2 separate regions of the Gossypium hirsutum genome follow, and region 1 is linked to region 2. The links are chromatin contacts, called in public Hi-C maps. All regions are on one chromosome and are shown on one strand. Each heading gives the region's core, a stretch centred on a gene start, on an enhancer-like site or on the middle of the called end of the contact. The rest is flanking DNA. Distances are from core to core; before and after follow the strand shown.

What was found. Hi-C and Micro-C count contacts between places; a contact is called where the count stands out from the background.
Region 1: a Hi-C map of leaf shows a contact between it and region 2, with 3 times the contacts expected there. The contact joins the enhancer-like site here to the promoter of LOC107950174 in region 2. A contact is called at or near these places in 3 of 34 Hi-C or Micro-C datasets (leaf and petal).

The regions. Positions count from the first base shown.
Region 1 is chrA03:732,572-737,817 of Gossypium_hirsutum_v2.1, forward strand. No RefSeq gene overlaps it. Among protein-coding and RNA genes, the nearest start is that of LOC121223346, 6.2 kb to the right of the region's middle. Within about 2 kb of position 1,355, at least 7 of the 9 cell types and tissues checked have an H3K27ac peak or open chromatin away from gene starts, as enhancers often do. A contact at or near this core is called in leaf, where this site is marked.
Region 2 is chrA03:597,805-603,196 of Gossypium_hirsutum_v2.1, forward strand. It overlaps LOC107950174 (probable ADP-ribosylation factor GTPase-activating protein AGD8), which reads right to left and starts at 1,682. Exons shown (of 7, transcript XM_016884967.2): 1 at 1,352-1,682; 2 at 1,105-1,223; 3 at 1-340. The coding sequence starts at 1,426.

The sequences.
Region 1 (5,246 bases), core at 105-2,604, 130 kb after region 2:
GATTTTTTGAAGTTAATACTCAACCCCGAAAAAGTCTCGAAGCAACGGAGAATAAATTTCATATTTTCCACTACCATTTCCTCTGCCTTTAAAAACAAAATCGTGTCGTCCGCAAACTGTAAGTGTGAAATCGTTTAATAAGTGAAGCACTTCCGTAACCAGAATGAACAAGAATGGAGATAAAGGATCTCCTTGGCGTAATCCACGACCAAATTTGTAGCTAACCCATTAACCAGGATAGCTGCTCTCACCGTAGTAACATTAAAATAATAAATCATATTAATTATATTAATAAATATAAATAATTAAATATTTATGTTTAATAATATTGAATATTATAATATTTGATATTAAAACTATATTTTTTAAAAATATTTTAAAATTAAAATTAAAATTTATTATTAATATAATAATTTTAGGTTTGGTTCAAGTTAATTTTTATATAAAAACAAAATTACTTATAAACGAGCTTATTTTCAAAAAATGACTTATACTTTTAAAAAAGATATGTCAATTTATAAGAAAAGAGGCTTATTTTCCATTGACTTATAAATAATTTTCCGTTGATCAAGCTATTTTTCATAAAACAAATATAAAAAAATACAAAATAATTTTTTTTGTAAATAATTTTTTATGAAACCAACACAACCTACATTTACCAATTATCATATATATAACTTCTTTTAACATTCATTATTTTAAAAAAAACGGCAGTTATAAATAATTATTTCATCCACATGTTGCAATTTTTAGTATATAGATATATAAGGCGTAACTAGGAGGTAGGCAGGAACTTTAGCCCCTTAATAAAATAGTATAATATTCTTTTTCAGTCCCTTTTAAAAATAATAATTCACTTTAATTCATTTCAACTCTATAATTAAATAAAAATTACATTTTGAGCCCTTATAAAAAGTAATAATTTAATTTAATATATTTTCATATTAATTCTCGGATCAATTGATTTTTTTTTGCCTCGAATCAATGTATCGATCAATTGATCCATCAAGTTTTGGTAATTTTTGACAAGGTCAAATTCGAATTTAGGTTTGAAATTTTTTTGAATCCAACTTTGGCACATGAATAAAGTTAATTTACATACATATGTGAACTATTTAGCCCTTTCAAATTTTTAAAAAAATAATTTTTTACTTAAAAAATGTATTTCCCTTTCAAAACCAATATTAGTTTTTATAAAATAATATTTTTAAAAAATATTTTTCACCAACAAAGTGGTTGAGAGAATTCTAGTATTTTTTGTGTTTTTGGGCTTTACAAGGTTAAATTGTCCCTATTTGGTTACATTGGACCAAGCAACTCAGCCAAGTTTTGATCTTAAGGCCCATAATCAACACAATGGGCTCCAATATTGAGAGATGATTGGAGAACCAATTAGACCTTGCCATAACTAAAACACAATACAATATAAAAATTCACCTAGGAAAGAATCTACCTAGACTGTATCTATCATTATTAATATAAATTAAATAATTTATTCACTTAATATCTTGATCCGTAGAAATTTCTAAATTATTAATATAATACTATTTTAAATATGATTATAACATATAGAAATCATATGGACACAATATGAATACTAGCTTATCTTGACTTGTTACCAGGGACAAATTCAAGAAATGTTGACATAAGCATTAGCTCCCTTGTTCCTTCAAATACTACTTCAATAAGTTAAATTCTGTTATTAGTCCACGTAATTTGCAAAAGTTGTAGATTTAATTCTTATAGTTAGGCTAATTTTAGTTTTTGTACTTTTGAACTGGTTAATTTTAATCTCTGTACTTATCGAATTTTGAATTTTTTATCTTAGCTAGAGCAGTAGTAGTTAAATTCATTTGATTAAATTCAATTATCGGTCATGTACTATGCTAATAGTTATAGATTTGGTCTATATTCTCCAATTGGATCATTTTAAGTCCCTATACTTTTCGAATTTTAAAATTCTAGTCTTTATGCAAATGATAGTTGTTAATTCATTAACTAGATTTTTAGTTTGTATATGTGAAAATAACAAGCTGGCATGGCATTATACTTATGATTATATGTTCAGCGTATTTGATTTTGGAAATAATAGAACTTAATGAATTTAACTGTTGTTGTTTGGTAAGGACTGTGATTTGTAAGTTTGAAAAGTATAGGGACTAAAAATGACCAAATTAAAGTCCAGAGATTAAATCCATAACTTTTGCAAAGTACAAAGACTAATATCAAGTTTTAACTAATTAAATATTTGTTAAAACATTGATAAAATTACATTTTGTTGTTCCGAAAATTTTATGATTTAATTTTGACCTCCCAACACAAAATTATGGTAAAAGTACCATGAAAGCCCTATACTAAGAGTCAAATTGCATTGTCTCATATACTCAAAAATGGGCAGATTAGTCCCTATAGGTTAGATTAAAGAGTAATTGGTCCCTTCTATTCAAAATTTTATCTATTTTTACTGTTAAAAACTGGTATAACTGACAAAATAATTAGATAATTATACATTATATGCCACATGTAACTCATGCTGACATATAGGAACTAATTTTTAACATTGAAAATGGATAAAATTTTTAAAAGAATTAATTTACTCTTTAATCTAATATATATATATATATATATCTTCTACTATACTCTTACCAAACTTTTTGGTCCCTACCTACTCTTAGGCACCATGTAGCCCAGCTTTCATTTGCGTCTATGCTTTCCGCTCCTCAAAAGGAGGCCTCTTATTTGGACTGTTTTGGCTCCATTAACTATGATTTGCTTTATAATCTATTTACCCTATTATTATATTCTCTTAATTAAAATATTATATTATAATCTTTCTTGTTTAGACTTTTGGTTGTCATTGTTTGATTAAAATATTGATGAATGGGTTCCTGTTCCATTCATTAAAAGTCTTAATTTATCTCTTGGAAGAAACCCCAACTAATAACATAAAAGCTTTGAAAGGGTTCTTCCACATTGAAACAATTAAAAATAAATAAAAGCTAGACAAAATTGGGGTGTCTTCATTATAAGTGGCACAATATTCGTCCTTTGATTATTCCTTTTTGAAGCTAAGGACATGTTTTATTGAGATTAGTGATGGCTTTAATTATTAATTTCTTTTTTATGTTTACAATGCTTTTCTTTATCTTTACTTTTCATGCCGATATTGAACCATTACTTTCCAATATTTAGTGAAGAAATGTTCTTCAAAACTTAATCAAGATCAACTCAATTTTTTATAAAGGTTTTAACCTCATGGATTGAGAAAAACTTGTTTTATTTAGAGAATCAATTTAATTTTACTTTAAATTTAATTGGGACATGAATACCAAAGAGTCTTAGACAACCAAAGAAAAATAAATAAATTTAGATTAAGATGGAAGAAGATAACATGGCAAATTTTAGTTTATTGTGTGAATTTAGTGATCGAAATTGTACTCAAATTGAATTTTAAATTTAGCCAAATCATTCGGATTCCATTAACCTAGATAGGTTCATAATTTTTTTAAAAATAATATTTTTAAATTATTTTTATTACTTTAAATATGTCATGATTATTTTTTATTCTATAAAACTTAAAGTTAATTATAAATAAAATAAAAATGAAATTTGGGTTTATACAAATAAAAACATATAAATTAAAATTAAAATCAAATCAAATATATTTATATACTAATCAATTCGAAATTGAATTAAATTTAAACTAAACCAAAGGTTTTAATTTAAAATGATGTTCTCAATTTCTTTATTCAACCATTGATTTAATAATATTATAAATAATATTATACAACTTCTTGTATAATTGTAATTAAAAAAACTAAATAAATAGTAAATTTGAAAATTAGAATGTTAATATTGTTCCAAATGTTAGAATTGAACCAATCAATCATAAATAAAAATAAATTACAATTAAAGTAAGAAAAATAAGGTTATTTTTTTTAAAGTTTTACTAGTACAAATTTAGTATAGTTACAAGGATAATACAAATATAATTATATATTTGTTCAATTATAATATAGAATTTAATTACTACAATGCACATCAAACAAAAAACTAAATAAAATTAGACTAATCCGAAAAGAATTAAATAAAATCTACACATGACATACGACATCGGCAATGGTGAAGGGAGGGAGTAAGCGTGGGTTATGCCCCCTGCTCAAATGAAAAATTATGCTTTTAGTTTTAAAATTTATAAATTTATAAATAAATAAATGATAAAATTGTAGTTTGACCCTCATTAATTTGTCTTTTTAAAAACTATAAAAATATATGTCAATACAATTATGAAATTATATTTTAACTCTCACATTAATATATAACTTAACTTCGATCTCTCTAAAATTTATGAGTTCACTCAAGTACGAAACTGGAGCCCAAATACTCATGAATTTAAAACTTTTATCTTAACCAACAAACCAAAAATTAGGGTTAATTAAGAGAATAGAAACTAAAAAAGAAAAAATCATAACCACCCCCCAAAAAAAAAAAAACTCAACTAAGACCGGCAACAATGGAGTCACGTGGGACCGTGAAAGTAAGGAATAGGCCACCGAAACGAAAACCCAAAATGCACATGGAAACGCATTGATGTTTGGGCCTCTTCTTCACTAACACGTGACAAGAGGGCCACGTGGCAAACTTTTAGTGATGACCTTTTTTTTAATGCTCCAATTGTTCCTTCTCCTAATTGCTAATGGGATTCTTCTTAATTGGGTTTCCAATTTTCCTAGGTGAATATGTGAAGATTTAAACATTTGACAGGTTTTTATGTGGGGTTATGGTGATGTAGGATGGCTTACTTGGAAGGTGAGAGTTATAAGTAAGTTAAAGATGGTTAAAATGTAGGTGTCAAGAGAAGATTAGAGATCGAATTAGATTATGAAAGAATTTAAAATTTAGTAATGAAAGGTGTTTTGGTCGGTCGAAAAATGTTTAAGGACTTGTTTATGATGATTTCTAATGTGTTATGTGTTAATCTCATATTCATCGAAGTTTTTATTCAATTAGGAGGGTTAGATTAATTTTAGATAATTATTTTTGAGTTTAAATCATTTGAGTATGATGCTCAAATTTTAGAGTATGATGAATAAAAAATCGAATTAATTTAGATTCAGGTAATTTCAAGTTTGAGTCAATTTTAATTTTGGATCAATTTTTGGATAAATTCAAATTATAAATTTTTATGATTAAATTGAATCAAGTTTGAATTCAAATTGATCGGATCAAAATTTCAAGTTTGGATT
Region 2 (5,392 bases), core at 432-2,931:
AGAAGCTTTCGGTGAAGTGGGAAGTTCTACTTTTTCTTGCCCAACTAAAGAACTTTCTTTAGGAGTTTCATCAGTCTTGCTATTAAGAGGTCCATTGGGTGCTTGGGGTGACTGGGAAGCAACAGGTGATGAAGGCAAACCTGTCTCCTCTGCCATACTCTTAGCAACTTCTTTTGATAATATTTGCCTATATAAATCAGCTGCTCTTGAAGTATATTTGGCCTCAATTTTTCCCCCATCAGACCATCCATGCTGCTTAAAGAAAACCTGTGCACGGTTGTTACCTCCATAGATCATCATTTTCAATTGTTCAGTAGACCAAGAATCTAAATTTGTAGACCTGCATAAAATATACATGTTTTTCAAAGAGGAAAACACATCTAACAAAACAACTTAGCTTTTTAGGCCAATAAGGACAATCTCAACGCCTAAGAAGGTGGTGTGGTTTTGTTCCTTCAAATTTGGCTAAACACACCGACAAAACAAACAAAAAGAAGTACAATATAGGGAGGTGATATGCATATTGCATTGTTTACCCACAAAAGACTCAAACAGGTTCGGCTAATACCAGATTAATCACTCTACAGAATGGAATTATTCTATCAAAAACTCGAGAAAAATAAAAAGGAGCCTTTCTAAGTAAATTTTAAAACTATATCAAAGGAAGAACAAAAGCCGATACAGGAACAGCTTATCCCATTTGCATTATAAATAAAAAAGTCAATTTAACCGCATACTATCATACATAAACAATAGCCCCAAAAACCATTTCAGTTCAGGAATCTCTCCAAGACTAGAAACAAGAAGTGTGGAAACATCTCTGAACATGAAAATACATAATTCAGAAGCACGTAAATAGAATACCAAAAACCAAATTTCCTCCTTTCATTCATTCCTTCAATTGAATTTCAAGAGACCCAAAACCGGATTACGATTTACAAATTTCCACACTAGACATCTCAGCTGTATCCATAAATTCCCTTATAAAACGGTTGTTCTAAAGCAAGACAAAAAGCCTTTGCACGAATAATTAAAACGCGTCACTAATTAACGAAAAAAAAAACACGAAAACTAAATCCAAAACGATATTAAAAATAATGAAACCTGACAAAGCTGATGTGTACACCGAGACTCCGATGAACGGCTGAGCAATCGATGCAAAGAAAGATCCCGTAAGTCACTGACGCCCATGTTGGATTCTTCGCATTACAATCGAAACACATCTAACAAAAAAATATATAAAAAAATTAAACAAATCGAATATCAACTAACGGAAATTCCAGATCTGAACCAGATCTACCGATAAATCAATAGAACAATCATAAAATTTAAAAAAAAAATTAAAAAACACCTTGTTTTCTAATTTTGCTTTCAGCTTTCTGAAAACGGTATTCTTGTCGGTCAGATTATCGGACGACGACGCCATCGATGGTTCTTTCTTTTCTTTCAATTTTTTTCTTTTTGAAATTTAAAACGAAAATATTATTTATATGTATATAAAGGAAGGATTTTTGCACTGAAGAGGGGTGGGATCGAATATCGAACAGCTCCTCTGGCTTTAGAATTTGAAAGATATATTAAAAAAAAGTGTAAAAAGCAAAATCAATTGCAATTGCAATTGGATTTGGGTTTGGGTTTTTTTTTTTTTTGCCCTTTTTTGGGAGGAATGATTTGGTTTGATTATGTAATGACGATTGTGGCCTTTTTTTAATTAATTAAGGGTTTTTGGAAGGACGAAAATGACCTTGAAATGGCGGAGCTTCCGCCTTTCCTCCGTGGGTGGCGGTGGTTGGGCAGGAGTTTTTTGGGTAAACTATATCCAATGTCACTAAACTATTAATATATTTACATTTTGGTCACTCAACTTCAAAAAAGTTACAAATTTATCATTTAATTATTTGAAAGTTTTCACTTAAATCATTAGAATGTTAAAATCGTTATTGTATGGCCTAATCCTTTCACACCACTTACTCGAATTAAAAGCTTTCATCCCCTTCTATTTTTACAGCTCAATTTCTTTTATGAAATAATTTTAAATATCACGAATCTGCGAACTAAAATCCAAACAAATTTTTTCTTTGATCTCAGAAACTGACCATCAAATCAACTTGGATCTAAAATATGTTATTCTACTAGTTGATGGGTTACTGATTATCAAATCATTATTTAGAGATCGCTAGCTAGTCTTAAAAAAAAAAACTTAACAGCCTGGTGACTTAAATGAAAATTTTTGAATAGTTCAATGACTTAAATAAAAACTTTCAAATAATTCAATGACCATATTGTAATTTTTTGAAATTAAATAACTAAAACATAAACTTACTGATAATTTAATGATATGAGTGTAATTTAACCTATTTTTTCAATGGGCTTAGATATTAGAAGGTGTAACTAACTAAGTCACCTCAATTATTGTTGATGGCTCAACGAATATTCATCCACTAATTAAACCAACCATAGGAGAATACAATGCTAAATAACAACTTTATATCATAAAACATATTTTCCTACTTTTGAAACCTGCCATTACAAAGGATAATCACCTACTTCGAATATAGATTATAAAATAAATATGAAAAATATTTTAAAAAAATAAATAAATGCGCGATCTATAATATACTATATATAATACTTTTGATTTAGTGTTATCTATTAATCGTGTATCAATTCATTTGTGAATTTAACAAAAACATATTCGTTTTATAAATCAATAAATATTATTTTGAGGGTATTTATACCTTTCTATATTTTGATAAATCGAGAAAAAAAACATATGAATTTGAATCGAAAACCTTAAAGTTTACTCTCTCAATTTTATTATTTCAATAAAAATTACGTTTCATTTTATAAATCAATAAATATTATTTTGAGGATATTTATGTCTTTTTATATTTTAATAAATCTAAAAAAAACATATGGATTTATATCTAAGAAACCTTATATTTTACTCTCTCAATTTTATTATTTGAGCAAAAGCTAATTTGGTTCTCATGATAATTTTTAGGGCAAATTATCTCCATGATCACTTTAAAATAGGGTATGTCCTATTTTGGTCACTCCAATTTTTTTTCCCAATTTAGTCACTCTAAATAAGATAATTATGCGAATTAGTAATTACCGTTAAAATTTTTGTTTTCTTTTAACGGATTGTTGATGTGCCACATTAGCACATTAAGTGAATGACGCGTGGCATTTTTCTGTCGACTTTTGACTAAAGCTTAGGGACCTCCCTATAATTAGTCCAAAACATTTTCCCCTTAAACTTTAGTCAAAAGTCAATAAAAATGTCTCATATCAGTCATTCAACGGGCTTGTGTGTCACATCAACAATCCAGTAAAAAAATAAAAATTTTAACAATAATGATTAATTCGCACAATTACCTTATTTACAGTGACCAAAAATAGGACAAATCTTATTTTATAATGGCCATTGATGCCATTAATCTTAAATTTTAATAAATTTATTAAATAATTATTTTCGCCTATATTAAGAATGTGTCATAATCTAATATAGTATATGATATCATGAAATGAATCATCCTTATATTATTTATGCAATTCATGTATGTATTATAATACAATGAAATGTAAGTGAATATAATCCAACCTTATTTGTTCTCAATTTAAATTACGTGAATAGAAGATATTGGTGAGGATATGTTAGAGAAAATATATTTATCATTGGATGCCTCGAGTGTCCTCCTCCAATAGGATTATCAAGAGCTTAGATTCACAAAATATTCTAAGCAAATTTCATGTTTACTTATGGCTAAATAAAATAACGAAGAAATCTACATTAATTTTAAAGATATACGTCACGTCGGATATCGTATTTGAAAAAAAAAACAAAAAACAAAAAAGGGATATGTGAAATACTTTATATTGTCTTTACAATTTTAAGCTAGAAGTTCAAATTAATATTAACTAGCATTTAATGTTTAAGTAGACACATGTTGATAGGAGGATGTAATTGGTATGTTATTCATATTTTGAGAACTCAATTATAATGTTTTAAAGTTTAAGGACTAATTTAAAATTTAGATCATAATTTAGGAACATTTGGTGTAATTAACCTTATTAATAAATTATTGAAAAAAGTAAATGATAAAGGTCTAATTTTATCAATTTTAATCCCCGTACTTTATGAACTTTGAAATTTCAATCCTAATTCAGATGGTATCATAAGGATTTAATTTTTGTTCTCCAACTTGATCATTTTTAGTCCCTATACTTTTCAAACTTTGATTAAAATGATATGACATTTTTGTGGGTCATGAAATGGATTTGATGTCTGCCATTTGAGTTAGATTTCAAGTTTTGAATTTGGATTCCGAAAATAGTGTAAATTGAGTGATAATACACACGTAAATGTAATATTCATGATTATTTCTCAAATCCATGAGTTTATTCGATTCCTATCTAGTAATGAATTTGAAATTCATAAGGAATTTATAAATTTGACAAATTAATACTTCTTATACGTCTCATGTATATACTATATAAAAATACAACTAATTTATTCATAATATATGCATTTCATTCTTACAATTCATATAGTAGATAAAATTCAAACCCAATTTCTTAAATTCATGTTCCCAAATGCAACATTAATGAATTCAACAAATACTGTTCAAGTCAAAACTAAAATCTCAAACTTCAAAAAGTACATAAACTAAAATTAATTAAATTAGAGTATAAGAATTAAATCGTGAACTTATGCATAGCACGAGGACTAATAGTAAAACTTGACCAATAATAAAAGATTTTTTCAAACAAGCTTCACTCTCGAGTCCATACAATGTTTGCCAGGGCCCCAATCTGAAACTATTATAATATGAAGACCTAAAGGCATTAATAGAGCAATACAAGACAAGGACTGAAGTGGGCTTTTGGCAAACAATTGGACCAAAATAGATGACTATGCAAAGCTTGGTCTCCCTATTTTAATTATCCTTATGGGTATTTGTCATACCAAAGTATAACCAAACCTATAATCCAAGAGGCTATAACCCAAATATAATTCAAGCCTTCAAGCACTAGGCTCTGCCAATTGTAGACCCAACAATCATTTGGGATGATCCGTAGCTACCTAAAATCAATAGGATAAACAAGCTGGTTATTTATAAGGTTGAGTAAGAAAAATTGAGAAATTGAAAATCAATTCAAATTAAGTGTTCTGTCTAAAATCAATAGGATCAACAAATTGGTCATTCATAGGGTTGAGTAGAAAAAATTGAGAAATTGAAAATCAATTCAAAACCAAGTGTTCTACCTAAACTCAATAGGACCAATAAATTGGTCGTTAGTAAGGTTGAGTAGGAGAAATCGAAAAATTGAAAATGATCTCAAACCAAGTGTTTTGACATGGGTATTGTTACCAATGCAGGATGAC